Linked DNA regions of Mus musculus: all the other regions are linked to region 1. Evidence: chromatin contacts called from public ChIA-PET, HiChIP or PLAC-seq and promoter capture Hi-C data. All regions are on one chromosome and are shown on one strand. Each heading gives the region's core, a stretch centred on a gene start, on an enhancer-like site or on the middle of the called end of the contact. The rest is flanking DNA. Distances are from core to core; before and after follow the strand shown. Region 1 holds the start of Mief1 (mitochondrial elongation factor 1). Region 2 holds the start of Ddx17 (DEAD box helicase 17). Region 3 overlaps Tnrc6b (trinucleotide repeat containing 6b). Region 4 overlaps Tnrc6b (trinucleotide repeat containing 6b). Region 5 holds the start of Cby1 (chibby family member 1, beta catenin antagonist). Region 6 overlaps Tnrc6b (trinucleotide repeat containing 6b). Region 7 holds the start of Josd1 (Josephin domain containing 1).

Region 1 (2,539 bases), core at 24-2,523:
TTATATCTGGATCCTGGTACCACCATATAAGCAGCATCACGCTGATTGGCCTTATTGTTTTAATTACTTTTTTACTTTTTTCTGTATGGGTATTTGCCTGCATGTTTGTCTACATGCCAGTTTGCCTTGAGAGTGTAACACTGTCATATCCTTAGACTGGAGTTATAATATATACAGTTGTGAGCCACCACAGAAGTGCTGGAAATTGAGCCTGGGTCCTCTGAAAAGCAGCCAGTGCTCTTAACCACAGAGACATCACTCTATCTCTTCTTTCTTTCTTTCTTTCTTTCTTTTTATTCTTTCTGTTTTTGCTTTCTTTTGCTTTTGTTTAATTTGGTTTCCTGATGCAGGGCCTCTCTACGGAGCTCTGGCTGTCCTAGAACTCACTCTGTAAAGCAGGCTGCCCTCAAACTCTGAAATCCTCCTGTCTCTGCCTCCTGAGAGCTGAGATGAAAGATGTGTGCCAAGTATGTGACATCATTCCCAAAAGGAAGTGATTTGCCCACTCACCAAAACAATCCAGACCCTAACTCGCTGGAATGAGGTGGGGGCGGGGGGGGGGGGTGTCTTACATGTGTGCACTTCAGGGCGTTCAGCAAACTTTGCCAGCACAGGGCCCAGGGCTCACCAACCTCAAAACTAGGCTGGAAGGAGGAATCCTCCCCATAACCCTATGAGGAAGAAACAGTTGTTGTATGAGCCTGTATGTGTTTCAGGGGTGAAGGGAGTTCCTGGATGAAAAACAAAAAATGATCTGAACTTTGGGCTCCAAGACAGAAGCAGTAGCCTCTGACCTTGCTAACTTCCAGCGCGAACCGGGGCAAGCCACCGCTGTCCCTTTTTCCTCAACTGCAGAACAGCTCCCCTTTGGCCCTGAGGGTCTTCCGGGATGCAAAAGATGCAGAAAAACAACGGAGGGCTGGAAGGAGAACGTCACGCAGGGGCTGGAACGAGGTCGCTGAGTGACTGACTACGGGCTCCGATCGGGGTACAACGCCCAGAGGACGGGAACGCAGACCCCGGGGCCAGGCTGGCTCTGTGGCTTGAGGCAACCGGGTCTTGAGGCGGGGCGGGGCGAAGCTTGGAGGCCCCGGTGGGAGCCGGTAGCCCCCAAACTGGCCCGAGCTCAAACGGGCGATCCCCGGCCGCCCTCATTCGCTCCCTCACTCACCCGCGGACCACGCGCTACCTTTCCTCAGGACTCGCCACTCGCCCAGTACCTCTCTCCGGGTCACCCATCAACATGGCCCCTCTACTTCCGGGGCACGACCTCGCTCGCGGGGCCGACGGAGACGCGACAGGGAGCGCGGAGGCGGGCGGAGGCGGAAGCACTTCCGGTCGGCCCCTCCGTAGCCTCCCTCCGGAGGCGGAGCCCGGAACTTAGTCCAGCGCTGCCCGTCGTGGGGCCCCGCCCACAGACGCAGCCCCGCCTCCTAGGTGACGTTACCTAGCTCCACGGCCCCTCCTCCGAAAGCGTTACTGTGCAGTCTCTGTGTAAACTCAGTGCTGGCTGGGTGTGGCTTAAGGGAGGAGCCGCAAGTCGTCGCCCTCCACCTGCTGCCTACGTCTGGCCTGCGAGAGGCTCTGACCACACTGAATTGATTACTTGACACACTGCATTTTGTCCAACCCAACCTCTCTGTTTGGTAGACTTCAGCATTCCAGTGTTACACTTGGGAAAATCGAGGCCGAGGGAGGCAGGGTCATTTGCACTGAAAGCTGAGCCCTGCAGAGGCTCACAGTGGGTCCAAGCTCAGTATTCCTCCAAAGTGTGTGGCTTTCCATTCTTTTAGGCCGCCCTACTTTGCTTTTTAAAGAAAGAAGTTTGTGACCCAAATAAATCTAGTTTGTGAAATTTCCAGCTAGAAGACCGGGTAACCTATCCCTCGGGACAGTCTCCTAAGTAGACGAGTTTTCCACTCGTAAAGGACAAGGAGACCCTCTGGGGGAGACCTTAGGATTACCCACTCACACACAGAGTCTCGGATGTCAGGATTACCTTTTCCAGATTCACTAACCTTCCCACACTCACCCCACTCCTGCCCCATGCTCCCAGTATAATGGGGGCTAAACATTAAAGTGTCTTCCAGCCCCCACATATCTGTGGTGTTTTGGAGACCAGAGACCAGCCAGCCGAGACACTGATGCAAACCTCAGGGTTCAGCCAGGTTTCACAGAGCATGGGCAATCTGGGATCCTCTGGACTGGGTACAGGACTGGACATAACTATCAACTCACATCATAAGGAAACAGGACCTTATAGGAATTGCAGCTCAAGGGGAACATTCATTTACCCAGGGCACAGGTTCAGGTACAGTAGGCATTTCACTGGTGAATGGATGGACTGTGTCTTAGTCAGGGTTTCTATTCCTGCACAAACATCATGACCAAGAAGCAAGTTGGGGAGGAAAGGGTTTATTTGGCTTACACTTCCATACTGCTGTTCATCACCAAGGAAGTCAGGACTGGAACTCAAGCAGGTCAGGGAGCAGGAGCTGATGCAGAGGCCATGGAGGGATGTTCTGTACTAGCTTGCCTC
Region 2 (2,539 bases), core at 18-2,517, 690 kb after region 1:
CCCTGGCTATTCTGGAACTCACTTGGTAGACCAAGCTGGCGTTTAACTCAAGAGATTCACCCACGAGTGCTGGAATTAAAGTATGGCCTTCCCTTTAGTGTTTTTTTGCTGTTGTTCTTGGAGGTGCTGGGTGTTGAATCCAGGGCTTCAGTCACGGTCAGCAAGCACTGTTCCACAGCCTCAACACCATTTTCTTTTCCAAGTCAGCAAAAGTCTAACATACACATTTGTCATCTGTCTCCTCTCCGTCTCTAGAGAATAAAGCTCTGTGCCAAGGAACGTGTTGGATCCCCAGTGTCCCAGCAACTAGCACAATGCCTGGCTCTCCATGGCCGAAGTGACAAATGAACCGTTTCTCAAGACGCCTCTTTACTCTCCTGGCTTTCCTAACCTAAGCAACACTCAGGACATGAGACAAGACTAAGCCTCCAGTCTGCCGGCCTCCATTCTCCGCGGCGGTAGAAATGAGCCTAGAGGTCTCAAGGAACCCAGCAGTTCCACAATTTAGTAAAGCAACTATGTCCAAGTTTGTGTGGCTTGGCAGTGCGCAGGGATGGCGAGCCAAAGAAAGCAATCTAGGAGTTGGGTGGCACCGGCGGCCTAGCCCAGCCTGCCCTCCCCGGATAGGGTTTGCAAATCCTAGCCTGTCAAACCCACCGCTTCTGCAGTGGGGCACCCGGGTAAGGCACCCATTTTCATGGTGGCTAAGGTCCAAGGCGCCCACCTCAGAAAGGACTCTGGGAAGGTGTGGCCTCTGCGTCAACTACGGCCAGAGGAAAAGGTGCCAACCCTTTGTTCGGAAAATAGCACCTCAGTAAGAAACGCGGGAAACACAGGGTGTCTTTTGGCCCAGCCAGGCTGTTGGCCGCTGAAAGAGAGCGACACGACGCATCCAACATGGCTGCGGCGCCAGCGCGGCGAAAAGCGACGGGAAAGAAATGGCGCCGGGCTGTGTGGCCAGCTTGGGGCACACGGCGTTGGGACGTTGGAACCAAGAAAGCGGCCTCAAGACTCTCTGGGTTCTACTGCCCAGAGACCCGGAAGTCTGACTAAGGCTACGTGGAGTGCTACCATTATGTCTGCACAAGGCCGGCCTCAAGCGCCGGGTTGAGCTCGGAATGCCGGGAAAAGTCCATTCTCGAAACAGAATGCGCTACGAAGACTGCGCTGACCCGCAATAGTGGGCGGGCCAACGACGCCAACACTGTGACGTCGTGCCGACGGCTCGCCCCACCCCCAGCCAACGTTCTAGAGCTGGCGGTGCGAGAACCCTACGCCGGTTGCGCACATTGCCTTGTTTAAGGTGGGCCGACCAGGGCCCCCATCTCCGTCACCGACGTAAAGCGGTTCCGAGAATGTCCGTGGCGTCGCGCGGAGCCCTCCAGACGCTGTTTACGTAGCGTCTGGGCCGTGCGTAGCGTTAAGTTGGAGCGGTCTCCGCGGCCGCCGCCATTTTGTGCAGTTGCTGGGAAGGAAGGGAGACGCCTCAACCGTGGCACCGCCCGGTTTGAGCGGGACCAGACCTCCCGACTGTCCTAACAACCCCGATTCTCTGAGTTGTGCTCCCGTCTCCGACGAGAGAGGCGGCGACGGTGGCGTCTGCGACGGGAGACAGCGCGTCGGAGCGAGACAGCGCCGCGCCTGCCGCCGCCCCAACAGCGGAGGCGCCGCCGCCGCCATCGGTCATCACTAGACCCGAGCCGCAGGCCCTCCCGAGCTCGGTCATCCGTGCCCCGCTCCCAGATCTTTATCCGTTTGGGACCATGCGTGGAGGCGGCTTTGGGGATCGGGATCGTGACAGGGACCGTGGAGGGTAAGGGGGAGGTGCGGGCGGGGGGCGGGGTGGCCCGCAGAGCCCTGAGGCTCGCGCCGTACAATGGCGGCGGCGCGCAGGCCTCAGGCTTGGGCGGACGTCTCTGCGGACCGCGATCCTGGCTCGGAAGTGGCAGGCCAGCCTTGTCGCCTCTCTTGGCCCGCTCGCTGATCATTTGATCCCTGCAGGCCGGCCGCAGTGTCTGTCTGGGGGAGGATCCGGATGCTCAAGTTTTAATCTAGGAAAAGCTGCTTGAGATCGTTTCTTTTCCGCTATGTTAGCCATCCCTGTTAGAGAGGGACTGGAGTCGAAAAGGCCTTTTTTTGGTTTTAAACTAGGTTTTACTCCCTTTCTGTTATATTTTTGGTTAAGTGGAATCAGATTGGAATGGGAAGTGCTGGAGTTGCTTTCCAAAAGATCCAAATTGCGGGTGACTTTTTTTTTTTTTTTTTGAAACTAACAAAGCCTGTTGAAATCAAGAGAACTCCTTGAGGTGGCACACCCTGCACTAGAGACTGAGTCAGGCTTGGAGTTCAAAGCTAGCCTGGGCTACACAGATCAGAACAAGAGAACAGTTAGCAGAGTTCAAAGTGAGGGCAGTGGTAGAAAGAAAAAAAAATCAGAATAAGCCTTGTAAAGGAATCGTAATTGTAGAAGCTTTATTCTGTCCTAGGTCATTATTCAAGATCCAAGCAGTTTGGGATTATAAGCAAGCCCAGTGGAAAT
Region 3 (2,539 bases), core at 26-2,525, 650 kb before region 1:
TATCACAGACATATTAAAATAATCTGAATCTAGCTCCCAGTACTTGGGAAAAAAATCTGGATGCTAATAAGGGATGGTGCAGTGAAGTTTGCACTTTTCATGTAGTAGAATAAGGTTGGCTTCTGAGGTGGACATACCCTCCTCACAGTTAAACCTAGCATTTAACATTCCTTCACATTCTCCTGGAACTTCAGTCATTTGAATTTTCAACCTCTATACTGCTTTAGTGCATGAAATCTGATATAAAATAAAGCAGTTAGCATCAAGCATGTCTATCAATCTGCCTCAACCCAAGCAGGGCAGGAGATGCCAAGGGCCTGGCAGAGCCGTGAACACGTTCCCCTCCTGTTTGTAGAGACACATACCTACAGACAAATCCATTTTGCTGCTTGGGTTATCCTCAGTTTGACTCTGAACAAAACAAAGCAAACACAAGTGAGTAAGGATTAAGGGAGGATACACGTTGTACATCAGAGAAGAGGCGCTCCTGCTCATGTGAGAGCCTCATGACCATAGGCACTCCACAAGAGCCTCTGCCGTGACCTTGAAACTGGAGTGAAGGCTGTAACATTTTTGCAATCACAATTTGATGGCCATCAAGGCTTAATTAAGTGTCTAACACATGTAATTACACATGTCAATTACACATGTAAGCAACATCAGTACAGCTATGGACAGAGGACAAGTTCAACAGCTGCCTGGAGAAATAAACTGCTTCTTAAGTATGCATAGTCAAACTCCACAAGTTGTAGCTAAATGGTGATAATATCTTCTTATGACGTGTCAGTGAGCAAATCTTAAACTGTGTAGTCAAATCATTTGTCTTTTGACAACCATGACCAGATGTCTTCACAGTGTTCCCAAGAGATAAGGAAAGTAAAGACACAGCACACATTTTTCTCTACATAATGAATCCCAGTATAGTGATTCTGATTATTTTTATTTTTAAAAATGATGTGCAGACACTAGTAACAAGTGTCCATTTAAGTGTCTTTGTTGTTTCCACCTTTCCAAGAGAAAAGATACAAAGACAATTCACTTTTAATGTTGGTATATATCACTTAATAAAATAGAAATACTGTTTAGCTCAGAGGGCCAAGAACACTGTTTAACCCATATTTAAATCTGTAATTTTGTACTGTACATGTGTACTTACTATGCCTGAAATTTGAGATTATGTTTATACATGAAGAAAAATGAAACTTACCAGCAATCCCATATTTGAAAACTGTTTGGCAAGAGGATTCATCCATGAATCATTGTTTCCTCCTTTTAGTGAGCACTACAGAATGAAACACATGACCTCAGTCACAGAGCTCATCACAACCTCCCAAACTATAAACCACACTGAAAATGCAAAGCTGAGAGTTCACCTTCCTGAACCTGATAGCTTTAAATGACTAGTAAGCCCTAGGTCCAGTCATGCTTTTACTCCTACTTATCATAGTGAAGTGGAAAAACAAAGTTTACTTTTTACATGCAAAGAAGTGGTATCAGACTGTGTAAGATGTCTACATACTGCCACTGCCACCTCCCGTAGGATGCTCTTCTGTGACCCCAGCAGGCTTGTAACAGGGAAAGAATTGCTACTGGTGCATGTTGTTTGGAAAGGAGCCTGTTTGAACACAACATCACTCTGTGTGGGGGCAATGTGGAATGCATCCAGAGAGCTCTTCATATGGTTCACAGCATGGAGGCCATCAGTTCTCAGTGAGAAAGAGGCCTGGAGGAAGCCACTATCCTTGAGCTCTGGCACAGTGGAAGGCAGGGATTAATGGGATGGGGGATGAGCTTTGTGGGCCTGCACATTCTATAGGTAAACATTCCATGTGCTATGATATGTCATACTTATTATTATTGTTGGTGTTAGTTGAGACAGGATGTCCTCACTCACTAAAGCCTAGAATATCTTGAACTCTTGATCCTTTTGCCTTTTGTCTTCGAGGGTTGTGATTACAGATATGAGCCACCACAACCAGCTTGCTCCATAAATAAGTGTATATAATATTATATACTTATATACAAATATATCTATATATTACAACATTGCATATTATATCATGTTAGATACAATATATAATTATAAATAACCTTTTAATTATATAATATATAAATTAATAATTAATTATATATTATGGTGATAGATATATATTTTATTAAGATTAAAGAAGAGTCCTGGCAAGCATGAGAGATAGTGAGTTTATTAGTGCAGAGCTTTCAGCGTTAGAAGAAAACAAACTGCATGTGAGCACACTCAGTGGCACTGACCTGCATATTGAAAAATGGTTAAGATGACAATTTTTACATTTTGTGTATTTTATCACATTAAAAAAAGTCCTAGGCTGGGTGTGGTGGCGCACACCTTTAATCCCAGCACTCGGGAGGCAGAGACAGGTGGATTTCTGAGTTCGAGGCCAGCCTGGTCTACAAAGTGAGCTCCAGGACAGCCAGGGCTACACAGAGAAACTCTGTCTCAAAAAAACAAAAAACAAAAAAAACACCACCACCACCACCAACAAAAAAATGAAGTCCTTAGTAC
Region 4 (2,539 bases), core at 12-2,511, 580 kb before region 1:
TAGCTGGCTGAGGTGGTATATGCTTGTAATCTGAGCACTCAGGAGACTGAGGTAGGAGAGTCACTCACAAATTCCAGCTAGGGAGCCTGATCTGTAGTGTTAAGTAAGATACTATCTCAAAAATAAATGGGAACAGGGAGAAAACCTAAACAACTCTTCCAGATAGCCAATGCTATCCAACAACACTATCCTGAAACACTAATAAACAAAAACTGAGAGCCAACAATATGCTAAACACTTCAAAACAAACTCAGACAACCCCTAGAGCAACTTCCTGAGGAAGGTATCACTGCCCCAGTCAGTACCTTAGAAAAAAGCTGAGGTACCCAGCACTGTGACTGGCCCAACTCTGGGCCAACTGCACATACAACAGCCCTGACTTCAGAAGCTCATTTATGCCTAAGTCCTGGAAAGGGCCAGGCAGAAGGATTGTAAGTTTAGGGTAGCTGAGAAGGACCCCCTCCCCCCAAGTGCTGATAGGGTCAGCATAGCAGAGTAGGCCAGTGAGCTGCTAGCTAGGGCCTCAGTTACTGGAGTAGAGTGAATACAAGAAACATTTTATCTTTCAGAGGGATACAGCGACAATTGATGTCCAGTTGCCAGAATTAAAAACTTTGTCATTTAAAATACAACAGTAGAAGGTGAAAATTAAAATTAAAACGTAGTATGTTAGAAATTTTGCCATGCCATTATCCATAACTCATAAAGGCTGACAAGCAGGCCAGCTAAACCATACATAAGATATAGTGTTTAATCCTAGCACTCAGGAAGCTGAGACTGAAAGAAATCGGGAGCCCTGCCTGGGATACGGACCATGTCCCAAAAATAAAAACTTGAGTTGGTGAAACAGTCCAGCAGGAAAGGCACATGCTGTAAAGCCTCACCAACTGAGTTGGATCCCTAGAATTGACTCCTGTAAGTTGTCCCCTGACCCCACATGCATGCCATGGCAGACATATATGTTTGCCTGTGTGCACACATGCAAACAAAATAAATGAAACAAACAAAAAGAAAGAAATGTCTGTAATATGACTTAACAATCTACTTGCCACTCCTTTTTAAAGATGTATGTATGTATGTAATGTCTATGAACACATAGTAGCAGTCTTTAGACACACCAGAAGAGGGCATCAGATCCCATGTGAGCTACCATGTGGTTGCTGGGAATTGAACTCAGGACCTTTGGAAGAGCAGCTGGTGCTCTTACCCACTGAGTCATCGCTGCAGCCCGCCACTTGCCATTCTTACATAATCACCGCTTGCCGGGTCAGATCAACTCTACCACAGTTTCCTCATTTTTCTCTAGGTTCTACTTGCTCCATAGGTAATGGGGTTCACTGTCCCCCTTTCTGTCTTACACAAACATTAATAGTTATCTGCTCCCTATTATCTGTTTATTTAAGACAGAGCAAAGTAATTTAAAAAAACCTATAGCATTGTTCTTGTGGCACTGAGGACTGTGTACTCTTAGCAGTCACTGTTCTACAGTTACATCTATGGCTTGTAATTTCCTTCAAAAAAACTTTTTTTAAGTGTGACTCAATGAAATCACTATTTTAGTCACTAAGAAAGAATGAAAGGAGTCCTAGAACTTGAAAAAAGGTTTATTCCTGTGAGTGAGGCTAATAAAACGACCAAGCACATAGTTAACTGTGATACATCTTGAGTTCACCTGTAATTAAGATGCAGTTCCCAAATACTAAATTTGAGCATCTATGCTGACCAATAGAGGGAAGGTAGAAAAAAAGTAAGCAATGTAGGTTTCTTTATATTGCTATATCATAAATTTATATTCAATTTAATGGTATGCCTCTTAGTCTGAGATTATCTGTACATTTTTTGTTAATATTGTTTACTTTGAGATGATAATCGTGGTGAATTTGACTTAACAAATTTAATACCAGTGACTTATGTGGGAGTTTAGCATGCCCTTTTCCCTCTCCCTCTTTTCCTTTCCCTTCCCTTTGTTTTGAGACAAGGCCTTATTCTTGCAACAATATCTGGAGTGCTAGGACTGCTGGCATGAACCGTCACTCAAGGCTCCAAAATTGTCTTCTTTAAAATCCAGTTCAAAGGCCAGGGGACAAACACACACACACACACACACACACACACACACACACAGAGCACTCCAGAGGCAGAGGCAGGTGGATCTCTAAGTTTGAGGCCAGCCTGGTTTGTAGAGTAAGTTCCAGGAAAACACCAGGGGACAAACACACACACAAACACACACACACACACACACACACACACACACACACACACACACACACACACACACACACACAGCACTCCAGAGGCAGAGGCAGGTGGGTCTCTAAGTTTGAGGCCAGCCTGGTTTGTAGAGTAAGTTCCAGGACAACACAAGACACCTAAAGCTGGGGACTAGCATATTAAAATATTGAGGTGACTCAGGAAATACCAAATCCAGCTTGCTTCACTACAGTGTAAGTTTTAGAGAAGAATACTAGGAATGGGATGCTAGGTGAGGGAGAAGGCTCAGTGATTGAGAGCACTACACTCTTGCAGAGGACCTGAA
Region 5 (2,539 bases), core at 24-2,523, 570 kb after region 1:
TGGCGGCCAGCGAGCACAAGCAATCCTGTCTCCGCCACCAACAGTGTTAGCATTGCAGGGGTCCGAGCTTGTAGCAGGCTTTTTTTTTTTTTTTTTTTTTGGTTTTTCGAGATAGGGTTTCTCTGTGTAGCCCTGGCTGTCCTGGAACTTCACTTTGTAGACCAGGCTGGCCTCGAACTCAGAAATCCGCCTGCCTCTGCCTCCCGAGTGCTGGGATTAAAGGCGTGTGCCACCACGCGCCGGCTTGTGGTAGGCTTTTAACTGAGATGTTGGGGACTTGAATCCATGGTCTCACACTTGAGCAGCAAGTACCCACATTCACTGAGCCTTTTCTCTAGTCCCCTTCACAGATTTTTTTTTTTAAACACACACACATACACACACCGTTCAAGGTATCCTAGGGTTCTTTAGGGAAGCTCTCTCATAGAAGACTATGGGCCAAGAAAATTAAAGGTTTGCACTTGGTTCCCAACCAACCCTGTTGCTCACCCTCTGGGGAGTCCAACGTTTTATCATCCCCCAAGGGCCTCAAAGGCTTTGTTTGCTGTTGTTTTTAATGTGTCTGAGTGTTTTGCCTGGGATACCATGGTCGTGCCTTGTGTCTGCAGATTCTACAACTAGAGTTACTGGCGTTTGTGAGCTGGGAATCGAATCCCAGTTCTCTGCAACAGCAACCAGTTCTCTGAGACTCTGATCCATTTCTCCGGCCAGTGACGTCCCTTATTTATAATCACGAATGATAACAGCCTGCAGCTCGTAGGTTAAGAGTGCTTTCATGTTTACAAACTGTTGGGACATTTGATGCTCACCATGACCCTGAGAAGTAGATCAAATTGTCCCCCTTTACAGGGAAATGCACTTACTGTGCGAAGCTTTAGTTTGCATCAGGCTATAAAATACATTCTCTTCATTCTGACAAAAAATAAAGGAAGGAAGCATCTTTGGTTTTCACTGGATTCTCAAAGGGAAAGGTGTCTCGAAAAAGTTAAGAGCCAGCCAGTCTCACGGGTCACAAAACCCAAAGAGTTCTGTACGGGTTAGGAGAAGACCTTCAAAGGATGGGGTCAAAACACCATCTCCGAGTCTCCGTCGCAAGAGGTGCCCGCGGAGCATGCCACGGTCCAGCCTGCCCGCTTCTCCAGGGGTACCCGGGCATCCCACCCACCACTACTGGCACGGATATCCGCCCGCCGCTCCCAGAGGTACCTGTCTGCGAAGCCGGAATCCCGAGCTAGCCTGCAGCTTTCTGCAAGGATCTGCCCAGGCCGCGTCAACCGCCGCGACCGCGATTGGCCGGCGCCGGGCAACCATCGTGCGCATGCGCAGCCTCTCTGGCTTCTACCACTGAGAATGCAGAGGGAGCCAGCTCCGAGACGAGCCTCCGCGAAGCAGCGGAGCCCCTGCGGACTCTCTAAGGTTCACGAATAGAAGAAAGCCTTGGGCACGACTTCTGGAGATACACACATGCCTTGGGCACGACTTCTGGAGATACACACATGCCTTGTGGCATAGGCTGGGAGAGGCATGACCCCCTAAATACGTTGGTCTGGTCCCCGGGTCAGCGCCGCCGTCGTCATAGTAATCGTTTTCCTTGGCAACAAAGCAGGCCGAAAGCTGCTTTGTTGTGTTAAAAATGTTAAGTGGTGACCCAGGCTGGACTCACAGTAGCAAAATGGACCGACCTGCAGCTCCCCCGCCCCGGCCACAAAGCAAACCGCGCCCCTTGGGCCGCGGATGCTGGCGGACATCCGGAGCTTGGTCCGGTCACTGGAGGGGCTGGTGGCGGAACCCGCCCTGACGCTTCTGCCGAAGCTTTCAGGTAAGACAGACGGACAGATATGACGACTCCCTGCCAGTAGCAAACTGGCTCCTGCCAGTCTTGCCTCCTCCACACTCCCACAAGCAAGGGAAACTGAGGTCCAGGGAAGGTTGCCCAGTGTACAAGGGGTAGAGAACTGGAGAGTCAGCTCCAGGATTCCTCAAGTCCTAAGGACATTGTAGCTCGGTTTGGTAAATGAAGAAATGGCCATCCAGGAGGCGTTTCTTGGCTGCCTAGTGGGTGTACGAGGTCATCCCACCATAAAGGACAGGACCCAGCTCCAAGCAGTCTTCCTCCACCTTTGCCACACAGCGTTCGAAGAGAGAATTCCACATCAAAATCAACCATATCTAGTGTAGCAACCGCTACAGAAACATAAAGCAGAACACATTTGAAAGTTGCGATCATTCTAGAAGTTTTTTTGTTTGTTTGTTTGTTTGTATGTTTGTTTGTTTGCTTGTTTGTTTTTTTCGAGACAGGGTTTCTCTGTGTAGCCCTGGCTGTCCTGGAACTCAGTCTGTTGACCAGGCTGGCCTCAAACTCAGAAATCCGCCTGCCTCCCAAGTGCTGGGATTAAAGGCGTCCGCCACCACCGCCAGGCTCTAGAAGCTTTTTGATATTAAACCTTGTGCGCCCTCTACCGGTGCTATCCCCGAAGCACCTTTCGTATTTTGAGATAAAGTCTCCCTGGGTACTCCTTATCTCATCCTCCTGCCTCAG
Region 6 (2,539 bases), core at 21-2,520, 560 kb before region 1:
ACCACATGAGGAACTGTATTAAGGGACTGCAGCATTAGGAAGGCTGAGAACCCACTGCTCTAGGGTAAAAGCCATTTGCTTCCGTTACCACTTTCCAGATCTGCCACAGCCCCTAAATAGTGCTATCTTCCTCCAACTTTCCTTAGCATGCCTGAGATCCCGGGCTCAGTCTTCTAGACTGCTACAGAAGTCAGGAAACTAGAAAGGGACCAAGAGGAGGGGAGGAAAGATTTTAAGGTAGAAGTGACCATAGAACACATATGAACGGGAATTATGGGAAGTGTTAAGAGGGGCTAGTGGTGGGAAGGAAGGGAAGAGAAAAGGATATCTAACACTAGGGATATTTGGAAAAGCCATAGGTCCAAAGAGATGATTTAGTGGTTAAGAGCACTGGCTACTCTTGCAGAGGACCTGGGATCAGTTTCCAGCATCTACATGGTGGCTTACAACTGTCTATAACTCCAATTCAAGGTGATCTGACACCACTTCCTGGCCTCTGAAGGAACTAGGTACATGCATGGTGCATATACATACATGCAAGCAAGTGCTCATATACATAAAAATCAACCTAAAACAGGAAAAAAAACCCAAATGTAAACTTACTGTTTCGTAAGTGGGCTGTGGGGAGGGGGGAACAAGTGTGCAGGGGAGGCGAAGAGAGGGAGAAAGAGAAATTGGAATGACCTAAACAGAGGATAATGTTCCTCCCAGAAGCTACAGACTGCCAAATTTAAAGTCTAGTACTGATGGGTGGTAGCGGTGCACACTTTTAATCCCAGCACTCAATAGGCAGAGGCAGGTGGATGTCTGAGTTTGAGGCCAGTCTGGTCTACAGAGTGAGTTCCAGGACAGCCAGGGCTACACAGAAACCTTGTCAAGAAAGAAAGAAAGAAAGAGAGAGAGAGAGAGAGAGAGAGAGAGAGAGAGAGAGACAGACAGACAGACAGACAGACAGACAGACAGAAAGAAGAGAGAGAGAGAAAGAAAGAAAGAGAGAGAGAAAGAAAGAGAAAAAGAAAGAAAAAAGAAAGAGAGAGAAAGAGAGAAGAAAGAAAGAAGAAAGCGAGCGAGCGAAAGAGAGAGAGAAAGAAAGAGAAAGAACAAAAAGAAAACAAAAGGTCTAGTGCTAAGAGAGACATCTGCCCCTCGAGGTGTTGGTCAGAGATTTCCTAAGGACCCCCAAAACAATACAGGCTCCTGGCACTGCTCTTGATTGCACACCAGGTCTTGATGGTAAGATCCTATTGCTCAATATACCACATACTTTGGTCACAGGACATGAAGAAATCAAGTTGATCCTATAGGGAAGTTTCTTCTCTTGCTGGCTGGCTTTCAAAGTACTAGAAGGTGCTCTGCAGCCTGCTGGTGAAGGAAAGTCATCCACGGTCTCACCCACCTGTGATTCTTGCAAGCTACCATTAGGACCAGACTGGCACAATAGGAGAATTGCTGAAATAGTGGCACAAATAGTATAGAAGTAGCCAAGTCTTTTCTGGTTGGGTTTAAGGCCTGGCATCCTATGAGAGGAAACACAGACTTGGTACTGTAAACTGATCCAGAATCTATGGTTGAGGAAACCATAGGCTCTATGGGCTTAACCTACTATCATTATTTTTCTAAACTGACATGGCATCAATTACCCTCTAAAGACCTGCATCTTTACTTACATGAGTACTACAGTTCTCAGCTCTCTTCAAAGCTCATTTGTGCAGTAGACAGCGGTTAATGTAGAAACATACGTAATCAAAGTGTAAAGAATATATGTCTGTAGAGTTCTCAGCTATAAATAGGATATCTATACAATACAGCTCCCCCCAGCCTCCTGGCTCAGAGAAAATCTTGGGAGTAAAAAGATTTTAAGAGGCAGAGGTTGGGAAGATCAGAGGCAGATCAGGGAAAACAGTGGCTCCTGGACATGACTGTAACAATATACTCTTGAACTTCTATCAGCTAGGGTATCTACTCAAGGTCAAGTTTGTCAACATTCTAGCATAGAGAAGGAAAGGCCTCACAAGCCCTCACCCTAGCCAAGGAGCTACTGGTAGTTGATGGTGCTAGAGAAGGGAAAGAATTCGTTTTCTTTAGCAGCGTGGCCCCTCATAGGTCACCCATATTCCAGGAGATGGTTCAACATCCATGCTTTGATAGGTAACACAAATGGGCGTAAAGCTGGAAACAAATGGCAGGGCAGATCTAGGAGTCAGGGGAAGAATATGGGATGAATGATTAAATATACACAATTCATCTGCTGGGTATAATGATGCACACCCTTAATCGCAGGCATTGTTCATCCGCTGGTATAATGATGCACACCCTTAACATTGGGAGGTGGAGGCAGACAGCGAGTCTCAGTCCAGTCGAGTAACTACTTTTGAGAAATGTGTGTGTGAGGTATGGATTAAAACTCATACTTTGCACATAGATATTCCAGTTTTTCGGTATTTCTGGAAATGCCTTATAATTTTATTCTTGCATCTTTGTCAAAGCTTTTTTACCCATATATGTGAACGCTTATTCCTAGCCTCTATTTGTTCCATGA
Region 7 (2,539 bases), core at 15-2,514, 550 kb after region 1:
AAAGTAACAGTTGAGAGGTAATTCCTAATCATCTTTACATTCTCTTTCTGAAAACAATTTGGTCCAAGCTCAAACCCTTAATTCACTATAGACATAATGATTTCAAACAACTTGATCGACTTCTTTGGGCTGTATTTTTCTCCCTGAAAAAGAAAAAAAAAGTCTAATTTGCTTAACAATAATTAATTACTCATCAGTTAATTAATAGATGTTTACAATAATTCTGGTTGAACAGCAAGTCCCTAGGAGATAAATCCTATGTAAATACACTGTAACAGTTTGGTAGTTTACACATTACACACACACACACACAAAAAGATAATTCAAAAGTAGTCTAGGTAGAGGATGCCCTATCATGTGGTAATCTCTCAGATGTGTTGCACAATACTGTTGATTGGGGTGATCATGAGGATTAGAGAAACCATTACTTTGAAAGTGCAAATCTGTTGTTTTCCCTAACAAAAATCCGATAGGAAGGCAAGTTAGAAACAGTGACTTAATTTAAACCCATGGGAAACTGTAAATAGTCTGCCTTTGGACACAATGTACTCAGCTAAACTCAAAATACGGAGCTCTAGTTGGTAGAGTGCTTGTCTTGCATTTACCAAGGTTCGATCCCTTGCCCTGAACAAATTGGACATTCTTGGTTACGTAATGAGTTTGAGACCAGCTGAACTAGAGAACACACACGCGCACACACACACACGTCTAAAAAGAAGGATCAGAAGGGAAAAGAAAACACAGAAAGGAAGGCTTGTGACAGCCATCAAGAGAAGGTTGCTGATCAAAAGGGCAGTGGTTTGTGTGAAGTGAACTGGAATACGACACCAAGGATCTGAAATAGAACTCAGGTTTCCATTTGAAATATGACTCCCGGCGAGAGTCTTGCCCTCAGCTCTCAAAGAAAACTGGAGGCGGTCGGGTTCACCAACCAAGATTACGCCCGACCGCGTCGGTAAAGTGTTAGGAAATCTGATGAACATAAGTGGGCCAGGGCAGCCGCTGCCCGGGCTCAAGAAAGCACTCTGCCGGGAGGAGGGCCCTGCGGCGTCCAGGCGGGAGTGGGCGCCGGGGCGGAGCTGCGGCGAAGCGACAAGTCGACCTCCCCCGCTACCGCGGAGCTCCACAACCCTGCACAACGGCTCCGCGACCTCTAAGCACCTCCACCGGACCAACAGCCCGCGTTGGCTACGTCACACAACGTCAGGGGTGACGCGAGGTTGGCAGGCGGGGTCAGCGCGGGGGCGTGTCTGGGGCGCGCGCGGAGTGAACGCCGCTGACGTCGGGCTCAGGTGCGCGTGCCCGCCCGCTCCGCCGCCTGCTTGTCCGCGCGTGGGCCAGGTGGCGGCCCGCAAGCTCCAGGTGGCGGCGTCGGGGAGACGAACAGTCCCCGCCGGGCAGGCAGCGGGAAGGAGCCCGGGACTGGCCTCACGTGACAGCAGGAGGTCGCTGCGGGGACGGTCAGCCCGGTGGGCCAAGGCTGCACCGGGCGAGGCAAGGCGTCCGGCCGCACCCTCGCGGGCCAGGCGGGACCTCCCCGCGGCGGCGCCCGGGCTGCCGTTCCCCTTTCCGCGGCTCCTCCCGCGCCGAGGCGAAGCGGCTCCTCCGCTGGGCCGAGTCCGCCAGTCCGCTGGCGGTCATGGAGCGCTATCCCCGGAGCCCCCGCGCGGCCCGCGACCTCACGCCCTCCGATCCTCGCTAGCTCTTGGCATTGGGCCTTTTCTCCGCCACCCAACCCGGTCTTCGGAGCCTGTGGTGTTGTGATTCGGACGAAATGGAAGAAAAGGAGCGATGTGACCCCTTCGGTTCTGCCCTCCTGCATTGAGGCCTAGTTGGCATCTGCAGAGAGGAAAACACGGCCAGGAAAGCGTGGTGTTTCTTTTTTTCCAAAGGGGGTGGGAGGGGAAGGCGGCAGCCAAAGGGAGGAATCCTACGTTTTATATGTTTTTTTTTTCTTTGTTAATTCTACACTTTGAAAGTGTTGGCTAAATAAACTAATCCAAAAGTTATTTTTTCCTATCGAGAAGACAGAAAAAGGTAGATTTTTTTTTTTGTCCCTTTTGATTCCAACCTTTCCTCCCAGTGACAAAGCATAAATCATGAACACCAGAGAATAAATAGGTGAATCTCAGGAATCCGAAGACAGAAACCTAGACTTTCCTCAGGAGGGAAGGAGCGGAGTGTTTAGCGGCTCTGCCTGGAACCTAAATCGAAAAACATGAGTTGCGTGCCATGGAAAGGAGACAAGGCCAAAGCTGAATCCTCGGACCTTCCCCAAGCAGCGCCCCCACAAATCTACCATGAGAAGCAGCGCAGGGAGCTCTGTGCTCTTCATGCTCTCAACAACGTCTTCCAGGACAGCAACGCCTTCACGCGGGAAACGCTGCAGGAGATTTTCCAGAGGTAGGACTCCCCTGCTTGGCATCTCGATCCCCCCCACTTCTTGGTATTTCTGAGTTTGTGTGGGTGGTGCAGTGTCTCGGGGACAGAAACCTTCAAACCTACAGGTTTGGAATTTAGATGCTGGGGGCAGGAATGA

What was found. Promoter capture Hi-C pulls out the DNA fragments that hold promoters and counts their contacts. ChIA-PET counts read pairs in DNA pulled down with a chosen protein or histone mark. HiChIP or PLAC-seq counts read pairs in DNA pulled down with a chosen protein or histone mark.
Region 2: an H3K4me3 HiChIP or PLAC-seq map of bone marrow-derived macrophages shows a contact between it and region 1, with 6 times the contacts expected there. The contact joins the promoter of Ddx17 here to the promoter of Mief1 in region 1. A contact is called at or near these places in 4 of 39 promoter capture datasets (erythroid cells, liver and pre-B cells), 2 of 115 datasets of contacts at active chromatin or transcription factors (bone marrow-derived macrophages and large pre-B cells) and 2 of 9 other capture datasets (adipose tissue and liver).
Region 3: an H3K4me3 HiChIP or PLAC-seq map of bone marrow-derived macrophages shows a contact between it and region 1, with 5 times the contacts expected there. The contact joins the enhancer-like site here to the promoter of Mief1 in region 1. A contact is called at or near these places in 2 of 39 promoter capture datasets (cranial neural crest and hippocampal neurons) and 6 of 115 datasets of contacts at active chromatin or transcription factors (astrocytes, bone marrow-derived macrophages, embryonic forebrain and 3 more).
Region 4: a contact with region 1 is called in an H3K4me3 HiChIP or PLAC-seq map of bone marrow-derived macrophages, with 5 times the contacts expected there. The contact joins the enhancer-like site here to the promoter of Mief1 in region 1. A contact is called at or near these places in 2 of 39 promoter capture datasets (cranial neural crest and embryonic stem cells), 3 of 115 datasets of contacts at active chromatin or transcription factors (bone marrow-derived macrophages, effector CD8 T cells and embryonic midbrain) and 2 of 9 other capture datasets (adipose tissue and liver).
Region 5: a promoter capture Hi-C map of pre-B cells shows a contact between it and region 1, with 5 times the contacts expected there. The contact joins the promoter of Cby1 here to the promoter of Mief1 in region 1. A contact is called at or near these places in 12 of 39 promoter capture datasets (the 3T3-L1 cell line, 3T3-L1-derived adipocytes, the C10 cell line and 7 more) and 1 of 484 Hi-C or Micro-C datasets (pre-B cells).
Region 6: an H3K4me3 HiChIP or PLAC-seq map of bone marrow-derived macrophages shows a contact between it and region 1, with 4 times the contacts expected there. The contact joins the enhancer-like site here to the promoter of Mief1 in region 1. A contact is called at or near these places in 5 of 39 promoter capture datasets (the C10 cell line, cranial neural crest, liver and 1 more), 1 of 15 datasets of contacts at CTCF or cohesin (large pre-B cells), 1 of 484 Hi-C or Micro-C datasets (pre-B cells), 15 of 115 datasets of contacts at active chromatin or transcription factors (the 230-238 cell line, the SCID.adh cell line, bone marrow-derived macrophages and 11 more) and 3 of 9 other capture datasets (bone marrow-derived macrophages, macrophages and pancreatic islet).
Region 7: a contact with region 1 is called in an RNA polymerase II ChIA-PET map of memory CD8 T cells, with 21 read pairs. The contact joins the promoter of Josd1 here to the promoter of Mief1 in region 1. A contact is called at or near these places in 7 of 39 promoter capture datasets (3T3-L1-derived adipocytes, cranial neural crest, embryonic stem cells and 3 more), 2 of 484 Hi-C or Micro-C datasets (both in embryonic stem cells), 7 of 115 datasets of contacts at active chromatin or transcription factors (the SCID.adh cell line, bone marrow-derived macrophages, embryonic stem cells and 4 more) and 2 of 9 other capture datasets (adipose tissue and liver).

The regions. Positions count from the first base shown.
Region 1 is chr15:80,232,814-80,235,352 of GRCm38.p6, reverse strand. Mief1 (mitochondrial elongation factor 1) reads right to left here and starts at 1,273. Exons shown (of 6, transcript NM_178719.5): 1 at 1,172-1,273.
Region 2 is chr15:79,545,469-79,548,007 of GRCm38.p6, reverse strand. It overlaps Ddx17 (DEAD box helicase 17), which reads left to right and starts at 1,267. Exons shown (of 13, transcript NM_001040187.1): 1 at 1,267-1,813. The coding sequence starts at 1,764.
Region 3 is chr15:80,885,702-80,888,240 of GRCm38.p6, reverse strand. It overlaps Tnrc6b (trinucleotide repeat containing 6b), which reads right to left. Exons shown (of 25, transcript NM_144812.3): 11 at 1,208-1,282; 12 at 366-411. Among named protein-coding and RNA genes, the nearest start is that of Mir5113, 53 kb to the left of the region's middle. Within about 2 kb of position 1,275, at least 20 of the 459 cell types and tissues checked have an H3K27ac peak or open chromatin away from gene starts, as enhancers often do. A contact at or near this core is called in bone marrow-derived macrophages, where this site is marked.
Region 4 is chr15:80,811,778-80,814,316 of GRCm38.p6, reverse strand. The region is part of intron 4 of Tnrc6b (trinucleotide repeat containing 6b); the gene reads right to left. Among named protein-coding and RNA genes, the nearest start is that of Tnrc6b, 100 kb to the right of the region's middle. Within about 2 kb of position 1,261, at least 104 of the 459 cell types and tissues checked have an H3K27ac peak or open chromatin away from gene starts, as enhancers often do. A contact at or near this core is called in adipose tissue and bone marrow-derived macrophages, where this site is marked.
Region 5 is chr15:79,657,961-79,660,499 of GRCm38.p6, reverse strand. It overlaps Cby1 (chibby family member 1, beta catenin antagonist), which reads right to left and starts at 1,273. Exons shown (of 5, transcript NM_028634.3): 1 at 1,207-1,273. It overlaps Fam227a (family with sequence similarity 227, member A), which reads left to right and starts at 1,544. Exons shown (of 18, transcript NM_029407.1): 1 at 1,544-1,819.
Region 6 is chr15:80,791,487-80,794,025 of GRCm38.p6, reverse strand. All of the region lies in intron 4 of Tnrc6b (trinucleotide repeat containing 6b), which reads right to left. Among named protein-coding and RNA genes, the nearest start is that of Tnrc6b, 81 kb to the right of the region's middle. Within about 2 kb of position 1,270, at least 24 of the 459 cell types and tissues checked have an H3K27ac peak or open chromatin away from gene starts, as enhancers often do. A contact at or near this core is called in bone marrow-derived macrophages, where this site is marked.
Region 7 is chr15:79,686,597-79,689,135 of GRCm38.p6, reverse strand. It overlaps Josd1 (Josephin domain containing 1), which reads left to right and starts at 1,264. Exons shown (of 4, transcript NM_028792.3): 1 at 1,264-2,403. The coding sequence starts at 2,219.